2 separate regions of the Ovis aries genome follow, and region 2 is linked to region 1. Evidence: chromatin contacts called from public Hi-C data. All regions are on one chromosome and are shown on one strand. Each heading gives the region's core, a stretch centred on a gene start, on an enhancer-like site or on the middle of the called end of the contact. The rest is flanking DNA. Distances are from core to core; before and after follow the strand shown.

Region 1 (4,672 bases), core at 1,795-4,294:
TTCCAGATTATTATTTACAGAGGTTTGTGAAGGTAGTAGAGTAGAATATATTTTAAATAATAGTTTGATGATTCATAACTTAAATATTTAGACACATGGTCTTTGAGAATTCCAGTTGAGCTATTTCAAATCTTGGAAGATGATGCTGTGAAAGTGCTGTACTCAATATGCCAGCAAATTTGGAAAACTCAGCAGTGGCCACAGGACTGGAAAAGGTCAGTTTTCATTCCAATCCCAAAGAAAGGCAATGCCAAAGAATGCTCAAACTACGCACAACTGCACTTATCTCACACGCTAGCAAAGTAATGCTCAAAATTCTCCAAGCCAGGCTTCAGCAATATGTGAACCGTGAACTTCCTGATGTTCAAGGTGGTTTTCGAAAAGGCAGAGGAACCAGACATCAAATTGCCAACAGTCGCTGGATCATGGAAAAAGCAAGAGAGTTCCAGAAAAACATCTATTTCTGCTTTATTGACTATGCCAAAGCCTTTGACTGTGTGGATCACAATAAACTGTGGAAAATTCTGAAAGAGATAGGAATACCAGACCACCTGACCTGCCTCTTGAGAAACCTACATGCAGGCCAGGAAGCAATTGTTAGAACTTGACATGGAACAACAGACTGGTTCCAAATAGGAAAAGGAGTACATCAAGGCCGTATATTGTCACCCTGCTTATTTAACTTCTATGCAGAGTACATCACGAGAAACCCTGGACTGGAAGAAACACAAGCTGGAATCAAGATTGCTGGGAGAAATATCAATCACCTCAGATATGCAGATGACACCACCTTTATGGCAGAAAGTGAAGAGGAACTAAAAAGCCTCTTGATGAAAGTGAAAGAGGAGAGTGAAAAAGTTGGCTTAAAGCTCAACATTCAGAAAACTAAGATCATGGCATCCAGTCCCATCACTTCATGGGAAATAGATGGGGAAACAGTGGGAATAGTGTCAGATTTTATTTTTGGGGGCTCCAAAATCACTGTAGATGGTGATTGCAGCCATGAAATTAAAAGACGCTTACTCCTTGGAAGAAAAGTTATGAGCAACCTAGATAGCATATTCAAAAGCAGAGACATTACTTTGCCGACTAAGGTCCGTCTAGTCAAGGCTATGGTTCTTCCTTTGGCCATGTATGGATGTGAGAGTTGGACTGTGGAAAAGGCTGAGCGCCGAAGAATTGATGCTTCTGAACTGTGGTGTTGGAGAAGATTCTTGAGAGTCCCTTGGACTGCAAGGAGATCCAACCAGTCCATTCTGAAGGAAATCAGCCCTGGGATTTCTTTGGAGGGAATGATGCTGAAGCTGAAACTCCAGTACTTTGGCCACCTCATGCGAAGAGTTGACTCATTGGAAAAGACTTTGATGCTGTGAGGGATTGGGGGCAGGAGAAGAAGGGGACGACAGAGGATGAGATGGCTGGATGGCATCACTGACTTGATGGCTGCGAGTCTGAGGGACCTCCGGGAGTTGGTGATGGACAGGGAGGCCTGGCGTGCTGCTCTACATGGGGTCGCAAAGAGTCGGACACGACTGAGCGACTGAACTGAACTGAACCATACTCTTGCTCACACTCTACAAATTAGGGTCAAGCCGATAAGAGAGTGTAAGAGTATAAAAGAGTATAGTGCAAGTAGTAACATATTCAGATGATAGTTCAGTTTAGCTGGACCCTTTAAGAGATAAGATTTTGCAGACTTTTGCATGGGTATAAATGATGTAAATTTCTTAGTGATTTCAGTGTGATTTTGAAAAGCTTCTTAAATATTGCAGAAGTTTAGAGTGCAGAAGGGATCTTGGTGGTCATGTAATAAAATTTTCTAACAATAAATAAACCAGAAGTTCTGACAGAAAACGAGCACCCTGACAGAAATCACAAAGGTAGTCAATACCACATAATTTCCAGCCCCATTCTCTTTGTCCACTCTTGCACCATTGTTACTTTTCAGGTAGATATCTACTGCCAGTCAAGTCCAAAAGTTTACACTTATTTTTATTGTTTTGCATTTTTTAAAATTACAGTAAATACTTTTCATTACTTTAAAAGTTCGAGGTACATCAAAAAAGTCTATAAAGCAATATTAAGTTTTGACTCCAAAATATTCTTAAAACCAACCCCCTTTATCCCTCAAAAGTGAACACAAAATTAAGAATTCCAACTTCATGAACTCCCAAGAAGTGGGAATTCTGGAAAGTTACTTTCAATTGTTTTCTACAAAGTTACAGGCAACTTAGGGCACCTTTTGGGATTCAAAACATTCTCTGATTGGTCATCTACTCATTTGACTATATATATTTCTTTGACTTTTTGGTCTCATGTAAGATCTTGGAATAAAATTATAATCATACTCTTCACTTTGGTTGCAATTACTGCAACCCATCTCCTCAAATTCTGTATCTTCTAAGGTACAAATCAAAGCACACACTTACAAAACATCAAACACTCAGACTGCTAACTAAACGCTAAAATACACACAAAACCCTCTTTCTTTTCAAACATCTATAAACATCGCTATTGAATTTTTCTTAAGGGTATCTGAATTATAATAGTTAAAAAAGAAATTTCTCTAGGAATCTTACCTTCAAGCTGGATAGTAATCCGAAAGTTCTAGGTTTGCAGTTAGTTATTTTCCCTCAAGCATTAAAGATGATCTGAGCAAGACAGTAACGCATCTTGTCAGGACACCAAGCGACCTTTAGCCCCTCCCATCAACCGACTACTGCCTAATAGAAGGAAGGTTTTAATTTCCGGCAAAATTTTCTCTTCACAGCTGAGAATCTGCGAAATTCGGCTTTTTGAGGGGGAAGAGAGAGGGGCGGGACCAAAAGGACCCCAGGGGAAAAGGAGGGGAAAGTGGTACAAGAAAAAGTCGTCGAGGCAGAGACGAGAGAGACCTGCGTTCGAACTGACTCGGAGTCTGGAGTGAAGGTTCCTCTCAGACATTCACTGGGCCCCCGAATTCACGCGGGCGACAACTCGAAGACCCTCCCCTCACAGCTTGCTCCGCCACTAACTACGCCTGGAGGACCTGTGACCTCCAAAACGGGTATGCTAGGCGATTCCCCACACAACTTCGGGTAGAGATTCGCGCTTTTGATTGGTTCTTGGAGATATCCCTCAGCGTGGCTCACCCAATGGAGGGCCAGACCGATCCGCCCCTTCCCCGCCCCCCAAGGAGAGCCCGCCCCTGCCCCGCGCCCGGGAGCCGAGGAGAGTAAATACAACAGGAGCGCAAAATGGCGGAACCGCCGAGCTTAATGCAAGGCGCCCCCGCCGCCGTCTCGGAGAAAGAATCGTTCGGCAAAGTGCAAGCCCCATCCCGGGACCCACCGGGTCCTCTGTCCGCCAAGAAGATCCGGACTGAGGAGAAGAAGGCGCCGCGTAGACTGAACGGAGAAGGAGCCAGCAGCGGTAACAGCAGGCAGCTGCAGTCTCCCGCCGCACCTTCGCCTCAGAGCTATGGCAGCCCTGGGTCTTGGAGCTTTGCCGCTCTGTCCGCTGCCCCCTCCCCGTCGTCTGCTCGGAGCAATTTCTCCTTCTCTGCGGGCACGGCCGTCCCCTCCTCTGTCTCTGCTTCCTCCTCTCAGCCGGTGCCGCGCAAACTGCTGGTGCCTCCTACGCTGCTACACGCTCAGCCTCACCATCTCCTGCTGCCCGCCGCCGCCGCCTCGGCCGGCGCCAAGCCGCGCAGACCCAAGGAGAAGCGAGAGAAGGAAAGACGGAGGCACGGTCTCGGCGGGGCGGGCGACGCTGGCGGGACCTCCCGCGAGGAGAACGGGGAGATGAAGCCGCTGCCGCGAGGTGGGTGCCAAAGCCGGCAGCGGGGAGGGGAGGGCGCCCGGGGTCCCAGGCACGAGCTCGCGCCCGCGGGGCGCGGGCTGGGGGCGTGCGGGGGCCGCGTGCGCCAGCCGGGAGCGGGCGGGAGGCTTCCCGTTCACTGCAGGCTGTTTTGCGGTCCCCGTGGGGACAGGAAATGGAGCCTGTAATTTCGGTCGCAGAGTGGGGAATGGCCGAAACTCATTTTCTGTATCGTTTTTGCCTCCTAGTTAATGCGCGGCAGGGTTTGTAGAACTCGATCTAGAGGACCCGCCTCGGTGTGTTTGGCTATGGAGGGAGATTTGAGGAAACAGGATCGGGAAAGGTTTGGTCTTGTAAAAGATGTGCTTGACTATTAGACCGTTTAGACATGATCACGAATTTATATTTGTGACACTGGCTCCCAACGCCAGAAAATCCTATCAAGAAAAGGGGTGTGGAGAGTATTGGCGTCAGCTGGAAGCTACCAGAGGCCTGAGCTTTTCATCCCTATTAGGGAAATGAGGTAGTGTGCAGGGCCTGGAGTGTGCTGTTTCATAAGGTACCCTCCCTCCACACTTCTCTCCCTTAAGTGTTTTGAGTGGTCCTGTTTGAAATACCACCCTTCAAAAAGAATTTTCAGCCATATTCTTTTTTTTTTTCTTTCTTGCAGCTAATGATAAAATCAGGAACATTGACTTTTTTTTTGCCCAGACCAAATACTTGGCTGCAGAATGTTTTAGCATCAGAGAATGGCAGATTCTTTACTCTTTATTTTTTAAAATTTATTTTTAAATGGAGGATAATTGGTTTACACTCTTGTGCGAAAGGCACATTCTTAAGCACTCTTTGCAGACAGGACTACACGGTCTTCTTT
Region 2 (4,757 bases), core at 1,323-3,822, 140 kb before region 1:
TATTTTCATTTTGATACATTTATAGGTTCGATCCTTGAGTTGTAAAGATCCCCTGGAGAAGTAAATGGCAACCCACTCCAGTACTCTTGCTTGGAGAATCCTATGGACAGAGGAGCCTGGTGGGCTACAGTCCAAGGGGTTACAAAGAATAGGACATGAGTGAGTGATTAACGCACTCACACACATGGCCAAATTGGGCTTCCCTGGTTGCTCAAGAATCTGCCTGCAACGTGAAAGACCTGGGTTTGACCCCTGGGTTGGGAAGATCCCCTGAAGAAGGGAATGGCAACCTATTCCAGTATTCTTGCCTGGAGAATTCCATGGACAGAGGGGCCTCACAGGCTACAGTTAATGGGGTATGGAGTTGCAAAGAGACACCACTGAGCAACTAACACACACACACACACACACACACACACACACACACACACACACAAGGGCAAACTGCTTCCAAAGATGGTGTGCCAGTTTCTCACACCATCTGTGCAAAAGTCTCCATTTGTCCAAAGCATGCACAGCCTCGTGTTCTGTCAAACTTTCTGATCTCTTCTAATCTGGTAATTTTAGTTATTTTAAAATTTCACCTTCTTTTTTGCCCACTAAGTCAGTCACTGAGTTCTGTGAGTTCTTTCATTCTCATCTCCTTCTGTGTCTCTGTAATTGCAATGCTATGATCTTAGTTTCAGCTTTTGTTGTGTCATTTATTGCCTCCTAATAGTGTTCATTCCAGTCTCTCCCCTTATTACCTCACAACTTACTCATACACAGCCAGAAAGACCTGAAATCCATAAGGGTACTTTAGCTTTCCCTAACCTACATGAGATGCCAAAGGTAGCTGCTGAGATTTGGAGACACTAGTGTTGCAAGAAAGAGAGAGAAGCTTGTAATAAGAAAAGTTAAAAACAAAAACAAAAAAGCCCCAGCAAAACCATCAGCCAAAATAGGGCTGGATAACTCAAAACAAGTCAACACTTCCCACCCCACTGTCACTAGACTGATACAGTTTGTCCAGCATATAGTCTTTATCAATCTGATTTGCACATTCTTCTGACATATCAAAAGTAGAGGCAGTCCTGATCATCTGCCCATTTACGGCTCACACTCTAATTCCTTGCCTAGTTCTAGGGGAAACGGGTACTCTACAGTGAGCTATACTGGTGGGTGAGCGAATCCAGATCTTAATCTTTTCTCATATCCAGTGAGTCTCAATAATCTGATTAAAGTAAAATACTCCAGATCCTTATTTTAAAAGCTCACCTCAGAAATTAAACTATTCCTCTAAGGGGACTCTTTTTTTAAATACAGGACAAAACTGTATCTTTTTATATCCACATACCTGTATACAAATGCACAGGAAGACAATTGGAAGGACACATCTGGAAGTGGTTCTTTCTGAGAAGAGTAGATTTGTATGTATCAGTTGTATTATTTTAAAAAGAAATATTTTTCTTTAAAACAAATAGGAAATTGGATCTTGCTACTCACACCTGTTTTCTTCAAGTTTATTATTAAATTCCACGGTGCTTCTAAACATTCATCTGGGAAACGGGGCCTGCTACTGATATTTATTTTAACCAAATTGCCTAACCAATCTTATCCGGAAAAAGCATTGTTTGTGGTATAGTGAACAAAAGGAAGTGACCTAGAGAAGTTCATGGATCAGGTCTTTCACTTCAGTCACATTATCACGTTTACGCTCCTTAGTGAGAGGTAACATGGTGCTGGTGAGAGAAAAAGGATCTGAGTTCCAGTTTGGGCTCTGCTAAGAATATACTGGGGGACCATGAGCAAACACTTTCATTGTAAAATGGTGAATAAGACTAGGACAGATTTCTTTGATTACTAGAAGACTTACAAAGATGCAGTCTAGGGTGAAAAATCTATTATTCAGTTCTGAGTTGCTCCGAATCTAAAGGCAAGAAGACAAATTCTCTCCAATTCAGCAAACGTGTGTTATGTATTAGGACCACTGTGAATCTCAGGCGCTCTTTCACCAGGTTTTAGACTGATTTGCAAAAAAGCAAAAAAGTCCTCTCACTGAAGAAGCGTTTCGTTTCTCTTGGCCGTGGCCATTGCCCAAAGTGCCAAGATCTAATTGCCGTCAACATTAAGATGAAGACGTACCTGCTGCGAACGTGAAGACACTACAGTTCCCAGCATGCCTCTCTTCCCACCGCCGCCCTCTCCCGCCCCTACTCCTGGACTCTTGCCGGGCCGGGACTTGCAGTCCCAGCTCAAAGCCGGCGGCGGCGCGAAAGCAGTCTAGAAATGTACTTTTCCCACAAAAAGGCGGTGAGACCGCAGTTTCCAATTCAAGTCCTACTCCAACTGACTAGCGTCTGTCCGGCGGAGTCAAATTCCCTCCAACCAGCTCTCTTCAGACCGGCAAACTGCTGGGGCGGAACCACGCCCCGGAAATGAGGTCAAGTCCCCCAGCTGACGGCTGAAGCTCCTTCCAGCCACTCCTAGACGGACTAGGACAGGCGGGGCGGGCTTGGGGGCGTGGCAAGCGGGCGTGGCTCAGCTCGGCGTAGCCCCGGGGATCTAGCCGCTGCGCGGGGCCGCGCGTCTGGGTGGCAGCGGGGGCGCGCCCGTGGAGAGTGGCGGCTGCGGTTGCTAGTCTGGAGGGAGGGAAGGAGGAACCGGGAAGGGGTGGGGGGGGCAGGGCGATCGGAGAGCCGTGTTCCTAAGGCGGTGGCTGCGTCTCCGACGGAGCAGGAGCAGGGCGGGGAAGGAGGATGGAGCAAGCTGGGGGTTGGGGTTGGCGCTAGCCGCTGCGGCTCGTCTACTACTGTGGGAGAGTGGCTGCTCCTGGAAGTTGTAGGATCGGGAGCCGGGCTGGTGCCGCCGGTGCCGCCGCTGCCTTGGGCGGTGGGGAGGAGCAGGGAGCGTCAGGGGTCGGGAAAGACGGGACGGGTAGGGGGCGCGAGCTGGGGAAGACTGAGCGGGCTCTGCGCCGGGCGGGCGGGCGGCGGGGGGGCCAGCGACCGCAACCGGGGGGACGGGGGAGGATGGAGCAAGTGGAGATCCTGAGGAAATTCATCCAGAGGGTCCAGGCCATGAAGAGTCCGGACCATAATGGGGAGGACAACTTCGCCCGGGACTTCATGGTGAGTCCCTCCCCTCGCTGTTGCCTCCTCTCACCGGCATCCAAGCCCACTGCCTCTTCGCCCGCCCGGCCCGACCGCCGGCGCTTTGTGTGCGGCTGTAAGGAGAGGGGCGGAGGGGGCGCGCGCCAACCCCAAGGGCCGGGGTTGACTCGGAGGCTGGGAGGTGAGATCGCCCCTCGTCCTCCTTTCCTTTCGTCCTGCGATCGCGGCCCCTTCCGCCCGCGTCCGGAACGCGAAGAGAGGCCGCTGGCCAAGCCCGCACTTAGCGCCGCCGCCCGCGACCACCTATTGTTTCTCGGGCTGGGAGCGGGAGGCGAATGAGGTGCAGGCCGGTAGGCTCTTCTCATCTCCCCATCCAGTCTGCTCCTCCTGGGAGGGTCGAGGCAGGAAGGAGAGCGGATAGCGCCGACTGAGGAACGGAGCTATTAAGGTTGCATTTAACTCGTGGGGTCCCTTTGCTCAAGCTGGTCTCAAAAGAGGTCAGGGTAGGACTTTTTGCTCTTTCTGGGTTCGCAGTATTATCTCCAATGCAAGAGAAAGGATAGTCCATAGGAAATCTCGTGGAATGTTCGATTTCCATTTACTGCCGTCCTGTCTCTTGTCTCTTGAGACCCAGGTTTTAGATGGTGTAGGGGTCAACGTGATTTGAGGTTGAGGGATAAGTGTGTGTAGAGGCAGGGCGTGGGGGTGGAGGGTGCGTGGTTATCCCGAAGGAAGCCTACTTCAGACTCCCTAGGGGATACTGCCGAAGGCGGAGGGGATGTGACTATCACTTCCTATCCGGGGTGGGGGTGGGGAACTTGGGAACAATAGTCCTGGTGGGGCGGAGGCGACTGTACGGGCTGAAGCCCTGAACTGGGAGATAACCTTCGTAGTCTCCCCACCCCCCTTCCGACATCCCCCCTCCCCCTTCCGCCCTTTGCTTGTACTGGCGGGCTGGATAGGAGGTTAAAAGTCTTGGTCGTGGAATTGCTCTCGAGCCATCACTACGAGGGGGTCAGATCCGAAGGCGTGGGACCAGAAGTCGACTTCCTCCATTGCCACCCCCCCTCCTTTATTTTTCTGCTGGACAATGTTCCCTTTAGGGTTGTTTCTCGCCTTAGGAGGCGGTGGTTGCGGCGCTGCTCCTACGGATATTGCGCAAGACTGGGGCGTTGGAAACCCTGGAGGTCTGGGGAATGGAAAAGGAAGTGGGACTTTGGGAAGTGGTTGCTCCTTAGTCTTGGCGGGGTTTGGAAATGGGAAATAAGCTAGGGAAAATTTTGCTTCTGGGCAAGATTCACCTCCAAGAGTAGTCACCTAACTCTGAAATTCTGGATTGTGAAAAAGATACACAGTTAATGTGTATAAAAATGAGTCGCAAACATTGGCTAGTTTTTGTTTCAAAGTACAGTTTAATTGTTTACAAGGTGCAGGTGAAATGGCTTTTCGCACTGAAATACGAAATACTTTTCACATTTTAAAGAGACTTTGGTCTAGTAAAACTTTAGCGTTAACATTCTTAACCCTTAACTTTACTCAGTGTCATAACAGTATAGTTGAGCTTTGTGATTCCCGCCTCCCTAAACCAATAATAGAAGATAGGAGTTTGGTTTTGTTAGTATCTTTTGAAAGTGTAAAAAATGTTGATTAAATAATTTATGGTTT

The links. Hi-C and Micro-C count contacts between places; a contact is called where the count stands out from the background.
Region 2: a contact with region 1 is called in a Hi-C map of liver, with 5 times the contacts expected there. The contact joins the promoter of PTPN12 here to the promoter of LOC101102976 in region 1. A contact is called at or near these places in 2 of 16 Hi-C or Micro-C datasets (blood and liver).

Annotation. Positions count from the first base shown.
Region 1 is chr4:45,054,032-45,058,703 of ARS-UI_Ramb_v3.0, reverse strand. It overlaps LOC101102976 (3-beta-hydroxysteroid-Delta(8),Delta(7)-isomerase-like), which reads right to left and starts at 3,044. Exons shown (of 3, transcript XR_009600353.1): 1 at 2,580-3,044. It overlaps RSBN1L (round spermatid basic protein 1 like), which reads left to right and starts at 3,226. Exons shown (of 8, transcript XM_027968566.3): 1 at 3,226-3,801. The coding sequence starts at 3,237.
Region 2 is chr4:45,191,679-45,196,435 of ARS-UI_Ramb_v3.0, reverse strand. It overlaps PTPN12 (protein tyrosine phosphatase non-receptor type 12), which reads left to right and starts at 2,572. Exons shown (of 18, transcript XM_004007817.6): 1 at 2,572-3,110. The coding sequence starts at 3,012. LOC105610279 (a long non-coding RNA gene) reads right to left here and starts at 2,395. Exons shown (of 3, transcript XR_009600355.1): 1 at 2,125-2,395; 2 at 1,337-1,392.